2 separate regions of the Canis lupus genome follow, and region 1 is linked to region 2. A link is a contact called in public Hi-C data. All regions are on one chromosome and are shown on one strand. Each heading gives the region's core, a stretch centred on a gene start, on an enhancer-like site or on the middle of the called end of the contact. The rest is flanking DNA. Distances are from core to core; before and after follow the strand shown.

Region 1 (7,647 bases), core at 2,353-4,852, 310 kb before region 2:
AAAGCAAATATAAAATCATAATAAATCTTACAGCAAATTCACATATTTTTTTTAACCTGACAGAACACAAACATCAGACACCTGAAGCACAAATCTTTTCAGGTCAGCATATTAGATCTTGAGCCTTACAATGGTCATAAAGGCTTATCATAACACTTTTCCAAATTTTCTGACCTTTTCTGATTAATAACCCCACCCAAAGGTGGATAAGAAAAGAAAAATAAACTCTATCAAATGTGACTTTTTAGTTGCTGTGAGGGAAAAAAAATTTTCAAGTCCATAATATGTCTTTGAAAGTTCTGAAACTTTTTAGTTCAATAAATTACTACATGGCAGGTCTGTGGAGTTCATCACTGACATCTCTAATAAAGGATATTTTCTGCATTATTTTTAAAGATTTTATTTATTCATGAGAGACAGAAAGAGAGAGAGGCAGAGACACAGGCAGAGGGAGAAGCAGGCCCCATGCAGGGAGCTCAACGTGCGATTCGATCATGCCCAGGTCTCCAGGATCATGCCCTGGGCTGAAGGCAGCGCTAAACCGCTGAGCCACCGGGGCTGCCCTATTTTTTGTATTTTGGACGACTCTTCCAATTAGTCGAAAATCTCAGAATCCTCAAGAATTGCAAAAACTAGAGAAATTTCTTCCCCTGTGAAGAACTATTCAAAGAAACATTGAAGATAGAATGAAAAACTTGTAGTCTTTAACTACAATTACAACTCTTCAAATTCAGTGGCAGGAAAGAAATGGCCTTCAAAAAAAAAAAAAAAAAAAAAAAAAATTCCCAGCAGATGCAGTGGTAGCAGTGTCCCAGTTTCCCAGTTCCTTCAGATCCCACACATACTATATTCGAGGTCACTTTTGATCACATTAACTTCATAAGACTGAAAGCCCAAAATTTTCACCATTCAATACTTTCCCCCTTTCCTCCAGGAAACAAACAGCATTAACACATTTTACCCATTGTTCATTGTGATTAACCAAGTCATATCAAGATCCAGGTGTCTTCCCTCTAGGACATAAATTACATATTGCAAAAAAGAAAATTCATTAATGGTGATCAAGTCACTCTGGAAAATCTCCATTCTGAAATTATACTTGTTTCTTTTTGTAATGTTTCCATGTAAAAAATAGAGAAGATATTAGTCCATTGAACACGTCTCCAATGAGGTTGCAGTTATGACTGGATATCAGCAAGGCCCACCACTCTGGGCCCCAAGTAAAGTAAACAGTAGTCAGAACACCTTGTCCCTTTGAAGCAACTGCTTTGTTCCGCAAACAGGGCTCAGCAGTGTGTTGTCTGTACCCAAGAACGTGGGAGTCTAAAATGGATTTTCAGAACGCAGTTAAAAAGTTTTTTAGGTAAAGAATAAAGGACACAGTCTTTGGTTTTTGTCTCCTGGTGCCTTGATACTACATCACAGAATGAAGTCTTTTCCTGATTTGGCAGTGTTCTCAGTCTCACTTCTTGGTAAACCTGGCATTGAATGAAAATGATCCCTTTCTGGAAAAAAAGGCAATACAAGTCTGATTCTCAGTTGGCAAAGAATTAATACAAGGTCCAAACTTACTTGTCAGTAGGTTCACCTCTGGCTAGTTTTTCAGCACAAGCAATAGCTCCTTTGTGAAGCCAGCAATATGTATCCACAGCTACTACCTGTCCTTTATACTTCCGCACGTGGATGGGCTCAGAAGCTTCTTTGATAAATTGCAGTAATCCATGTATTCCCATACTGCCAAGTTAACTATGTGACGTGAGAGGAGAAAGGAAAAACAGCAATATTTAGGAACAAAATATATTTACCCAAAAGGTTTAGAAAAGTAAGAAACAGAGCCTGGAAATGGGTATAGCAACTGTTATTGCTTAGATATTTGAGAATCCCTGCTCTTTACTACTTTAACCGGGCTCCTCCTTGCCAAGAATTCCCAGTCTGGAATATTTATGCTAATCACTAATTCTGCCACTTGACAATTCCTTAACGTTTATTCTTTCCAAAGTGCTTTCCCACCTGGAACCATAATGTGTGTTCCAAGCCGTTAACACACTACTATGCACACAGGAAGTGCTAAAGGAACATGAATGTCTAGCTCTCCAAAAAGGCATTGTTAGATCTACCCTCTTCCATTTAGGAAGAAGTCCCTAAGTTCCTCCTATACAGAAATTCTGAAGCTGGCTCAGACCTTTCTGAAGCAACTACAATTGACTCTTGAACAAGGAGGGTGGGGAGGGGTATTTGCTCTCACCCCTACCCAGTCGAAAATCCACATATTTTTGACTCTCCCAAAACTTAACTACTAATAGCCTACTGCTGAGAAGACTTACCAATCACATAAATTCAGTTAAGACATATTTTGTATATGTATTATATACTGCATTCTCAAAGTAAGCTAGAGAGAAGAAAACTGTATTAAGAAAACCACCAGGAAAATACATTTACAGTACTGTACTGCATTGATGGGAAAAAAAAAAAAAAATCCACCTAACAGTGAACTCTCACAGTTCTGATCCCAGTTGTTCAAGGGTCAGCTGTAGCACTCACCCCCACTCCTCAAGATAAAAGGGAAAAGCAATGGGGCCCAACAGCTGTTGGGCATTTCATGATATAGACCTCTTCCAGCAGACGTTAAGTTTGGGGGGCACGTCAGAAAGAACAGGTCAGAAGTCAGCCTCACCTTGATACAGTATCAAAGCTCTGAGCTCTGGGTCAGCGGTGCAGTCGCCAGTTGTGGAGCCCGGTGGAGGATTCGGACTCTTAAATACGGCAGGTAATTTGGATGCCCGCGTTACCCGAGCCACGGTTTGGGAATAACAATCAGCCTCCTACCTCTCCGACAACGCCTCTAAAAAGAGTTTTCTTCCCCTTTGAGGGAAACCGATGTAGTACACGTTTAGGAGACGCGTATGTCTCTTCTAAGCTAAGTAAACGCGCCCGCATAGACGTCTCCTCTTCTGCGCAGAATGAATGGGCCGGCGCCAGCGCTGGGCGGGCATCATGTCAGTGCGCCCACTGGCCGCACGGGAGCTGCAAGCACACGCGGCCTCACCGCTTCGCTCCGGTCCCCGGCTGTGCACGGGTGGTCCGCAAGCCCGTCCCTGGAGACACGCTTTTTTCCCGCCTGCACATCAAGAAGAAAATTCACTGTCCTTCAAGACTCGGGAGGCTGCTGTGAAAACCGGGCTGCTAGCCGGGGCGGGAGCCCGCGCACCGGCGACCCCCTCCCCTGCACCCAGCGCAGCCCAGCCCGGCCTGCTGAGCGATCAGCGCTCGGGACTCGGCGGCCGCGCGGCTCAGAGACGCGGCCCGACACCCTCCTCCCGGTCCCGGACCACCCGAGTCCCGAGAGGACGCCGCCCTGGGCCCACACACAGCCCGCTCCGCTCCCTCCCCGGGAAGGGCTCTCCCCATCCGCCCCAGAGCAGGCGGCCGGGGGGAAGCTCCGAAACCTGCCCCCGACGCCCCCAACTCACCTGGCCCGGCGCACCCGAGGCAGAACACCGGGAGCCGGGGAGCTGCGCGCACCGAGGACTTTTTAATTTGCGCGGGAGCCTGAGGTCCCGCCCCAGCGGAAGTGACGCCAGAGCGCTCCTCGGCGACGCCGGCTCGGCTGCTCGCGGCCTCCGCTTCCGGACCTGGGCGCCGCTCCTCGCGGGACCCCCGGCTGCCGCGGCCTGCGACCCCTTCTGGCGGGCGGGGCGGGGTGTGGGGGGGCCCGGCCTTCCGGACCTGCCGGCATACTGTGCGGCCTTCCGAAGGCGCGGGCGGACCTGGAGCAGCTGGCCCACAGGAAACGGTTCCCAGAAGTCGGTAGTTTCGCTCCCGCGGGGGCTGCTGGGAGTTGTAGTTCCCCGCCGATCGCCGGCCTCAGGTCCGGGCTGCGGCGGCTTTAGGAGCGCCCTCGCGTGTTTGCGTGGGGTTTTTTAACACCCGAAAGATCGCTGCTGCAAGTTCGTCCCTTAGTCACTGCGAGGGGCAGTTGACCCCAAGGCTCTTCCTCGCGGCGGGCTCCAGGGAAATAGAAGAGGCGTCGAGTTCTATACCCACGGGACGCGTCCTGTAGCCCTAGCGCGGGGAGAGAGGAGCGGCTGGTATTGCACTGGGAAGGGACAGCCGCTCCGGGACCGCACTCACCCCCAGGGCCGTGGGCCCTGCTCTTATGGGGCCTCATATTTGGCTTATAAACGCTTGAGCAAGACTAACGCAGTTTCTCACAGCTCAAGGCACATCCCCTTTAAAGTGCCGCCTGAGCAGCCGCAGGGCTGCGACAATTACCGGTGTGTTCCAGCCACCGTCCGATGGCAGGAGGTCCGATGGCAGGAGGTCCGATGGCGGGAGGTCCGATGGCAGGGGTCCGATGGCAGGGTGACTGATGGCAGGAGGTCCGATGGCAGGAGGTCCGATGGCAGGGGTCCGATGGCAGGAGGTCCGATGGCAGGGGTCCGATGGCAGGAGGTCCGATGGCAGGACGTCCGATGGCAGGAGGTCCGATGGCAGGGTGACTGATGGCAGGAGGTCCGATGGCAGGAGGTCCGATGGCAGGGGTCCGATGGCAGGAGGTCCGATGGCAGGAGATCCGATGGCAGGGGTCCGATGGCAGGGGTCCGATGGCGGGAGGTCCGATGGCGGGAGGTCCGATGGCGGGAGGTCCGATGGCGGGAGGTCCGATGGCAGGAGGTCCGATGGCAGGGGTCCGATGGCAGGAGGTCCGATGGCAGGAGGTCCGATGGCGGGAGGTCCGATGGCAGGGGTCCGATGGCAGGGTGACTGATGGCAGGAGGTCCGATGGCAGGAGGTCCGATGGCAGGGGTCCGATGGCAGGAGATCCGATGGCAGGGGTCCGATGGCAGGGGTCCGATGGCGGGAGGTCCGATGGCGGGAGGTCCGATGGCGGGAGGTCCGATGGCGGGAGGTCCGATGGCAGGAGGTCCGATGGCAGGGGTCCGATGGCAGGAGGTCCGATGGCAGGGTGACTGATGGCAGGAGGTCCGATGGCAGGAGGTCCGATGGCAGGGGTCCGATGGCAGGAGGTCCGATGGCAGGACGTCCGATGGCAGGAGGTCCGATGGCAGGGTGACTGATGGCAGGAGGTCCGATGGCAGGAGGTCCGATGGCAGGGGTCCGATGGCAGGGGTCCGATGGCGGGACGTCCGATGGCGGGAGGTCCGATGGCGGGAGGTCCGATGGTAGGGGTCCGATGGCGGGAGGTCCGATGGCGGGAGGTCCGATGGCGGGAGGTCCGATGGCAGGGGTCCGATGGCAGGAGGTCCGATGGCAGGGTGACTGATGGCAGGAGGTCCGATGGCAGGAGGTCCGATGGCAGGGGTCCGATGGCAGGGGTCCGATGGCAGGAGGTCCGATGGCAGGGGTCCGATGGCAGGGGTCCGATGGCAGGACGTCCGATGGCAGGAGGTCCGATGGCAGGGTGACTGATGGCAGGAGGTCCGATGGCAGGAGGTCCGATGGCAGGGGTCCGATGGCAGGAGGTCCGATGGCAGGGGTCCGATGGCAGGAGGTCCGATGGCAGGACGTCCGATGGCAGGAGGTCCGATGGCAGGGTGACTGATGGCAGGAGGTCCGATGGCAGGAGGTCCGATGGCAGGGGTCCGATGGCAGGGGTCCGATGGCGGGACGTCCGATGGCGGGAGGTCCGATGGCGGGAGGTCCGATGGTAGGGGTCCGATGGCGGGAGGTCCGATGGCGGGAGGTCCGATGGCGGGAGGTCCGATGGCAGGGGTCCGATGGCAGGAGGTCCGATGGCAGGGTGACTGATGGCAGGAGGTCCGATGGCAGGAGGTCCGATGGCAGGGGTCCGATGGCAGGGGTCCGATGGCAGGAGGTCCGATGGCAGGGGTCCGATGGCAGGGGTCCGATGGCGGGACGTCCGATGGCGGGAGGTCCGATGGCGGGAGGTCCGATGGCGGGAGGTCCGATGGTAGGGGTCCGATGGCTGGAGGTCCGATGGCGGGAGGTCCGATGGCGGGAGGTCCGATGGCAGGGGTCCGATGGCAGGAGGTCCGATGGCAGGAGGTCCGATGGCAGGGGTCCGATGGCAGGAGGTCCGATGGCAGGGTGACTGATGGCAGGGGGTCCGATGGCAGGAGGTCCGATGGCAGGGGTCCGATGGCAGGGGTCCGATGGCGGGACGTCCGATGGCGGGAGGTCCGATGGCGGGAGGTCTGATGGCGGGAGGTCCGATGGTAGGGGTCCGATGGCTGGAGGTCCGATGGCGGGAGGTCCGATGGCAGGGGTCCGATGGCAGGAGGTCCGATGGCAGGAGGTCCGATGGCAGGGGTCCGATGGCAGGAGGTCCGATGGCAGGGTGACTGATGGCAGGGGGTCCGATGGCGGGAGGTCCGATGGCGGGAGGTCCGATGGCGGGAGGTCCGATGGCAGGGGTCCGATGGCAAGGGTCCGATGGCAGGGGTCCGATGGCAGGAGGTCCGATGGCAGGGGTCCGATGGCGGGACGTCCGATGGCGGGACGTCCGATGGCGGGAGGTCCGATGGTAGGGGTCCGATGGCTGGAGGTCCGATGGCGGGAGGTCCGATGGCGGGAGGTCCGATGGCAGGGGTCCGATGGCGGGAGGTCCGATGGCAGGAGGTCCGATGGCAGGGGTCCGATGGCAGGAGGTCCGATGGCAGGGTGACTGATGGCAGGGGGTCCGATGGCGGGAGGTCCGATGGCGGGAGGTCCGATGGCGGGAGGTCCGATGGCAGGGGTCCGATGGCAAGGGTCCGATGGCAGGAGGTCCGATGGCAGGAGGTCCGATGGCAGGGGTCCGATGGCAGGAGGTCCGATGGCAGAGGTCCGATGGCAGGGTGACTGATGGCAGGGGGTCCGATGGCAGGGGGTCCGATGGCAGGGTGACTGATGGCAGGGGGTCCGATGGCAGGAGGTCCGATGGCAGGGGTCCGATGGCAGAGGTCCGATGGCAGGGTGACTGATGGCAGGGGGTCCGATGGCAGGGGTCCGATGGCAGTGTGTCCGATGGCAGGGGTCCGATGGCAGGAGGTCCGATGGCAGGGTGACTGATGGCAGGGGGTCCAATGGCAGGGGCGTCTGATGGCAGGATGTCCTATGGCTGGGCATCCAATGGCAGAAAGTTCGATGTGTAGGCGTCCAATGGCAGGGCATCCAATGGCAGAGCATCTGATGGCAGGACATCTGAAGGCAGGGTGTCCATGTGTCTCCCAGTGTCTGTGGGAGGCCAGGAGCCTGACTTCCACCAGCGCCAGTTCAGTCTCCCAGGTACACTTACTCTCTGTTCTCAGTTTTTGTCACGTGCACCCCCTGACTCTGCTGAGCCCTCATTCGTCCCTCTTGCTCCTTCATTCTTCCTTTAAAACAAGCATCCCGGGGGATCCCTGGGTGGCTCAGTGGTTTAGCGCCTGCCTTTGGCCTAGAGTGTGATCCTGGAGACCCCAGATGGAGTCCCACGTCGCGTTCCCTGCATGGAGCCTGCTTCTCCCTCCTCCTGTGTCTCTGCCTCTCTCTCTCTCTCTCTCTCTCTCTCTCTCATGAATAAATAAAGTCTTTTAAAAAATAAAAATAAAAATACCCCTGCCCCACCTCAGGGCAAATCAAAGAGCTGGACTGTTGTTCCCCGCTGCGATAGCGTATTGCTGTTGAAAACTGTCGTTACCGCTC
Region 2 (7,042 bases), core at 278-2,777:
ATGTGATAGGAATACTATTAAGTTAAAAAGATCATGGATAGATCTCAAAAACAGTTCGGTTATAGAAGAGCAAAACTTTAAATTTTTAAAACCATCGTTTTTGCAGATCAATATGCAAAGCAAAAAATACACAGGTGAACCGAAAGGATATGTAGCAAGATAATGATAGTTTCTGGGATGATGGGAAGAAAATGCCTCTCCAGTATCAGTAATTTGTTCTCTCTTTTCTTTTACAAGGGATGTGGAGCAAAGCATCAAAATGTTAGCATTTCCTAGGAAGTGATAGTGATCGTTAGTAAATGTTCCTGTAGTTTCTGTCAAACTGATGACAACACCAGTACTACTATCTTCACCCTAAACTTTGTATTGTTTGCCTGTTAATGGTGGGACACCTAAGTATGTGGGAATAGGTGGTTCACTGGTTCCTAAACCCACTGTGTTATCTTTTGCTTCTGGATTTCTTTTATTCTGACGCTCTAACTTCTACATAGCTGCGGGGCTCACCTTTTCATCACGTATTCTGGTAATTTCTAAATCATTGGTTGACAAAGATATGAAGAGTTCAGGTGAGGCCTTGGGAGTTCTGATTGTAGTTCAACGATCATGCTTACTCATTCAATTCTTCATATTTTAAATATAGGAGTGAAATTCATAAGCCACAAATAACATAAGCAGCGTTACCCAGAGGGTTGACTAACTCTCCTAAGTCCTGGACGTTGGACTCCTGGACATCATCCAATGGTTCCCTTTCATGGTCAACTGCCATCTGGTTTCAAGCTATGGACAGGAGAAGAAGAGATAAACTGTGTTTCAGATGCAATTTAGTATCAGCTCGTGCTTTTCTGTCATACCTATCCTACTAAAACAATAGGCCTTTGATGTGAATATGTAAATATTACCAATGCAAAAAAAAAAAAATCTTGGAGAACATAAATGTAAATAACAAAAATTCCTCAATCACCTATAATTATGGACATCTTCCTCACTAACCCTTTAAACACTTCTTGAGCGCGCCCGTTTAGAAGAGAAAGCAAATTGCAGAGACCTCAGAATGACTTTCTTAGGTGTCGGGCATCATGGGCAATTATTGGACTGTCTCTGCTTTGCTTCGATTTCCACAATTTCTGAATGGAAGATGTAATCTGGAAGAAGCCTTTAAAAGAGTCCAACACGGAATGAGTGATTCCGTGATACATGAACGCTCCTTTCTAGGATAGGTCCTTGACCAAGCCCTGATTCAGTCTCGTTCATCCGCTAACGTTCCCGCCCTCCCGCCTCCCGCGGCATCCCGGCGTCCGACTCTGCGGAAGAACCTCCCTCCCCAGAATGCCCTTCGCACTAGTTTCCCATGAATCCCAGGGCTTCCAGGCTCCGCTCTACGACAGGGAAGTTAAGCCCGCCCTCCTCACTCCTTACTGGCCATTCACGATTGGTCCCGCCCCACCCCCGGGTTTGAGGCTGTTGATTGGATAAGAGCGAGGCGCCGTGGGAGGGACGGGTTCTGACAGCCCGCGCGGAGGGGGCGTGGCCTCAACCCCCCCCAAATTCTACCCAGGCTCCCGCTGCACCATGTATCGCGCTGTGCGGCTCCTCGCGCGCTCGCGTCGCCTGGTGCGGGCTCCAGGCTCAGCCTCCGCCCCCGGCCTCGGAGAGGCGGCCGTGCTTCTGCTGCGGCCCCCGGACGCCGCTCGAATGGTGAGCGCGGGCCGCCAGAGCCCCGGCCTCCCGGCGGTGACCTTCAGTCCTGCGCTCGCCGGCCGGCGGGGCGGGCGGGACGGGTTCCCGGGGCGTCCCGGCGGAGGGCGGGCTTCCGGGCCACGCGGCGCCGCCTCCGCCCCGAGCGAGCTCCGGGGGGCCGGGGCCGTCCGGGCGAGGAGGCGGGCCGCAGCCGCGCCTTGTGCTGCACCCCTGCGGGTGCGGCGGCCCCCACCCTGACGCCCCCCACCTGGCGCCGCCCTGGGGTCCGTGCGGGGGGGGGGGGGGCGAGGACCGCTGCAGCCCCTGCCCCTTAGCAGGCCGGGTGCAGCCGGCCGTCCTCCGACCTGCAGCTTCTCTTCACCCGGGTGCGGCGAGCTGCTCTCGGGCCTCCGGGCGGGGCGGGCTGGAAGTTCTTAGGAGCTTAAAAGACTGCTTTTCGTGAAATTGCATTTCGTCCGTTAGGCTGACTGTGGTTTCCCCCCCCCTTTTGTAAAACTTGGAACGTGTAGGCGGGGGACATTGGATAGGATGTGGCTGTAGCTAAATCAGTACTTTGTATTCGGAAAGGCCTAAGGAATTTCAAAGTCCAGTTCGAGTCTTTTGGCTCTTTACCGAGCGTCGCCTTCAGTAACTTGGGCTTTTAACGAGCATTTTCAACACTTAACGCACGCACGCGTGTTGTTAGGAAGAGTTTGGAAAATAAACGATAGTTGAGGAAAAGTGAACAGTTCTGCACAGACCACTGGGCTGTCGTGTGGGCTTTGCAGTCAGAGATGGGGTTTCAAATCCTACTCACGGTTGGGATTTGGGGCAACTTGTCTTTGTGACTCGGTTTCCACATGTAAAATGCAAATGAGAACAGGCCCTCAGCAGGATTGCTCCTGCGAAAGTACTTTGTGATTGCCAAGTAGTGAGCGCTCATTAATGCCTCCATCTAGTGTATTTCAAAGGCTCAAGTTATTTCTGAACTATAAGTAAACTTCAAGATAATTTCATGGCATGACTATGCCGACACTACAAAACGAGGGGTACTTGATGCTCATGCAGTGCCCTTCTGTAATAGTTTTAGTGCATGTTAGAGCCTTTTAAAAATTTATGTTTTTTTTTTTCTTTCTTTTTTTTTTTTACTAATTTAGTGCTTTGTGAAAGGGAATCGGAGACTGGGGAATCTGCCCTGCTCTAAATGTTCAAAAAAAAAGAGCACTACCTTGCTTTTCCTGTTGTGGTGTTAGCTAAGATCAAATGAAAATAGATTTTTTCCCCCCTAATTCTAAATATATCTTCTGCTATCTAAGCTCAGCTCCAAAATCTTTGTGTTGACTTTATTAAAAGTTTTTCTTATTGCTACTATTGAGAATTTACATGACCCTAAATGCCCTAAGTTACCTTTTATCTAACAAATGTTTATCTAACAGGAAGATAACATATTTATTGAATGCTTTCTAAGTATTGGGTGGGCCAGCTGAAAAAGTAACTACGGGAAAGAGTTTAGAGGCTAGGAGGGTGGGGGAGGGTGGAGATTAAATAAGCAAACAGATGATGCACAGTTAGTTACAATATGATAAAAAGGATCCAGGAGAAATAGTGCAGTTGAGAGTGAGAAACTAATGGAGAACAGCTGTAATAGTGTAGCTATGATACTGCCTTGCTAGCATGGCAGATAGGGAAGCCCTACATCTTTTAAATTCACTTTTCTTTATTTCCTTAATGATGCGCAGGTGGCTCTAAAGTCTGGAAATCTAGATGATATTCTATTTTGCAGTGTAATATCAATAAAACATTTATTATATATTTGTCAGTACTGGAAGACTTGATGGTCACCCTACACTTTAAGACCAGACTTTTACAGAAAGAAACTGAAAACCTGAACACAATGATGTCATATTTTGGATTTTTATCTCTTGAGGTAGTCCTTTTATGTGAGAAATGATTTGGATCTTCTTAAGCACTGAAATATTCTTTTAACCCACTTTAAACTGAGAATCTGAAAGGCATCTTATTTTTTTAGGAGATGCCATGGTTCAGTTAATGGTTATCTTACACATGAATGTACATGGGGGACATCGTAGAGGCTCAAGGTCTGTATTTTTTTACCTTTCTGGTCTAGAAGGGCGTACAGATTTTGAGACTGCCTCATCAATTTCTGAGGTTCCTGGGGTTAGTGGCTGCTAACAGTAGTACTTGGTATTTCTAGGACCTAATGGCAATAAGACTGCAGTGAACATAACCATTATCCCACACATGCTCCTCGAGAAGGGGAGGCGATTTTTTTTTTTTTTTGAGATTTTATTTATTCATTTGAGAGAGAACATGAGTGGAGAGGAGAGAGGAAAGGCAGAGGGAGAAGTAAACTCCCCACTGAACAGAGAGCCTGAGGCGGGGCTCAATCCCAGGACCCTTAGATCGTGACCTGAGTGGAAGGCAGATGCTTAACCATCTGAGCCACCCAGGTGCCCTGAGGAGGTGATTTTAAATAAATGAGCATGAATCTCACAGGGACCCATGGGAAGTCACACTTTGTGCCTGCCCTATGTCTAGTGGGTTAAACTCTGTTAACCTGAAGTGATACACTGACTTTGGCTAGAAACCCTTTTTGGATTGTGGCATATAAAAGCATGGTTTTCAAAAACACTAGTTTTTTTTGTAACAGTGGTTTATATTGTACGAATTAAAAACTTACAGTAAGAGATACCATTCATCATTTCATTTTTCATCAGAAGCACTGATCATTTTCCCATTAATTCAGGATGAGTGTCCCTCCTCTTCTTGCCCAAGCCACTGGAAGAGTTAATGTACATGATAATGTGAAAGATTTTGAAAACCACACAAGTGCTTTTCAGACCTCAGGTGGACTCGTTATGTAGTGGGTAGTTACGAACATTATTATTATTTTGAAAGGATAGATTGGCATAGAACAGAAAATATTCATACTGTCTCATGAAACTTTTCTTTCAGCCTTTTGTTCATATAAGCATGTGTTTTTATATGTACCAGATCACTGTATAAGGGTTTTTTCTGTAGGTTACTGTAAAGAACACTTAAAGGGATTTGGTTTCTGTAGGTTTTTGAAAAGAACATTTAGAGATTTGGCAAAGTTACCTGGTTCGTTCCTCTGTCCATACATATATGCACTTATCTAACAGATGCATAAGCATCTACATAAGCATAACCACCTCTGACATAGCTTTTCTCTAATTCCTGGTGCCTTACAAAGTGTTACAGCACTGCTTCCATTTCTGTTCTACAAGTTTATGCAACCTGTATATATCCTGGGTTTAAAATAAAGGATAACTTTGGCTTTTTGCCATAGTTATTACCTACCTAAGCTGCTGCAGAGAATGTTTATTGTTTTAAAGTTGGAATGTTGATTTTTATTATAGGGACAGTAAGCATATTTTTTGAAGTTTTTGCTGAGATTGTGATTTCAGCCACAATTGACTTCTGTACTTTTTTTAATGATTACTGTCAAGGTCCTAGAATTTGATTTGTTTCCTGATTTGGAATTTAAAAATTGTTAAGGTTTAAGCTGAAAAACAAACATAGTAAAATATATTCATCTAGATCTTTTCAAGTAACTTTGAATGGATCTGAGTTTTACCATAGAAACCAGTTGGTTAGGGGACAAAGTTATTGCTGTTTTATGATGACAGTTTAATACTTTTGAATACAGAAAGTGATGATGTAAATCTAAGGAGTTGAACCTGATTTCACAAGTGACTAATTGAAACTGATCTCCCTTTGGAGTTGGCATCTTGTTGATGAGAGGAAGAAAACCTGCCTCACGTGTCCAGTGCCACTGCTGTCATTGCTGGTGTTATTGGGCCGAAGTATACTTTAACATACATGGATATTTCCTACGCTATCTAAAACAAAGATCATAATACAAAATATTTTTATTTGTGCATTTGAGATACAGAACCCCAGGTGCTTTTGGTCTACAGGGTAGGAAGCAAGTAGGTATACAGTGGTGTAAGTGTAACCAAGCTCTACTAGAGAGAAATCTAACTACGCATCTTCAGACTTCCTTTCTTCTTCAAGGTTTGGGGTACAACTCAGGGGCTGGTTGTGGCCAGTCTGGAGTTACTCCCTCCATTTCTTGGCTTATGGAAGTGGTAACCAAAAAATAGTAATCTGAACAGCTTTTGGATGTGGACAGTCCAGGGTTTGAGAGTTTCAGGCCCTTCCTCTTACTAACTGAGTGATCTCCTGAGATTATTAATCTCCTTTATCCTCAGTGTTTCCTCTAAGGTGGAGATGATAATAGTAAAATCTCCTAGAGTGGTTGTGAAAGTCAAATAAGGTGATACTTGGAATTTGTTACATAGCACAATAAATGCTGAAGTGTGATTATTAGCTGCTGCTTCATTTTGGCTTAGGCCAGTCCTCTGCAGACTTTTTTAGACATAGAAAAAAAAAGGACCTCATTGGTAATACTACTGTATTTCTACCTACATGCTTTTCTATTTCTGCAACCTCAAAGGCTTTATAGCATATAAAGGGTTTTTTTTTTTTTAATCCGTCTAGCTCCAGACATTTAACTACCAATTAAATTTTTCATAGGACTATTTACTAAAACAGAATTACTTGGCTAGGGATTTTTAAATCTTCTGAATCATCTGGCCATGTTTATTTCATAATTAATTCACATTAATTAAAGCTCTGAACATCTATCGTCTCCTTGACATAAATTATCACATGTAAATTCTAACTTTGTGTTTTATAACAAATCTTTTTTTTCTATAGTATTCTAAAATATTTGTTGAGGAGTTAACTTTTTTATTAGCATAATTTAATGTACTTGGTAGAATCCTAAGGTCTCCATAAAAGGTACTCTGGATCATGGGTTCTTATTCTGGGTGGTGGATTGATTTCAAGATATAAACTCTCTAAAATTATAAGTAAGATTTTTTCGTATATGTATTTGTGTTCATTTTTCTAGAGAAAGGATCCATAGCTTTCCTCATATCCTCAAAGGGTTCCATTGCCCAGAAGAAGTTAAGAACTGACCTAGCCCATCCTCTTTTATCTCTACATTTAATTTATAAATGAGGAAAACTGATTTGCTGAAGGTGACACACCTACTAAGTGGGGCACTGTTGACTGCAAAGCCTGGGTTGTTTATATCGCACTATGCTATGGCTCATGATTAGTATTTGTAGATCATGGCTAAACTCTGCTTAAGTATCTAGTATTTACAAATTTTAAAGTATCATTCTTAGACCATTTCTAAAGTTCTGACTTGGGTACTCTGAATTGGCCAAAGCTTGACCAATAAGAATTATACTCCTGAATTGGAAAAGATTACTATTTTTACTTCAAAGGAGTTCCTTTATCTTCTGCATAG

What was found. Hi-C and Micro-C count contacts between places; a contact is called where the count stands out from the background.
Region 1: a Hi-C map of blood shows a contact between it and region 2, with 2.1 times the contacts expected there. The contact joins the promoter of EXO1 here to the promoter of FH in region 2. A contact is called at or near these places in 2 of 9 Hi-C or Micro-C datasets (both in blood).

Annotation. Positions count from the first base shown.
Region 1 is chr7:33,168,312-33,175,958 of UU_Cfam_GSD_1.0, reverse strand. EXO1 (exonuclease 1) reads right to left here and starts at 3,602. Exons shown (of 14, transcript XM_038542688.1): 1 at 3,471-3,602; 2 at 2,675-3,118; 3 at 1,573-1,746. The coding sequence starts at 1,733.
Region 2 is chr7:32,855,721-32,862,762 of UU_Cfam_GSD_1.0, reverse strand. It overlaps FH (fumarate hydratase, mitochondrial), which reads left to right and starts at 1,527. Exons shown (of 10, transcript XM_038542675.1): 1 at 1,527-1,695. The coding sequence starts at 1,570. LOC106559037 (a long non-coding RNA gene) reads right to left here and starts at 1,734. Exons shown (of 3, transcript XR_005362175.1): 1 at 1,046-1,734; 2 at 682-777.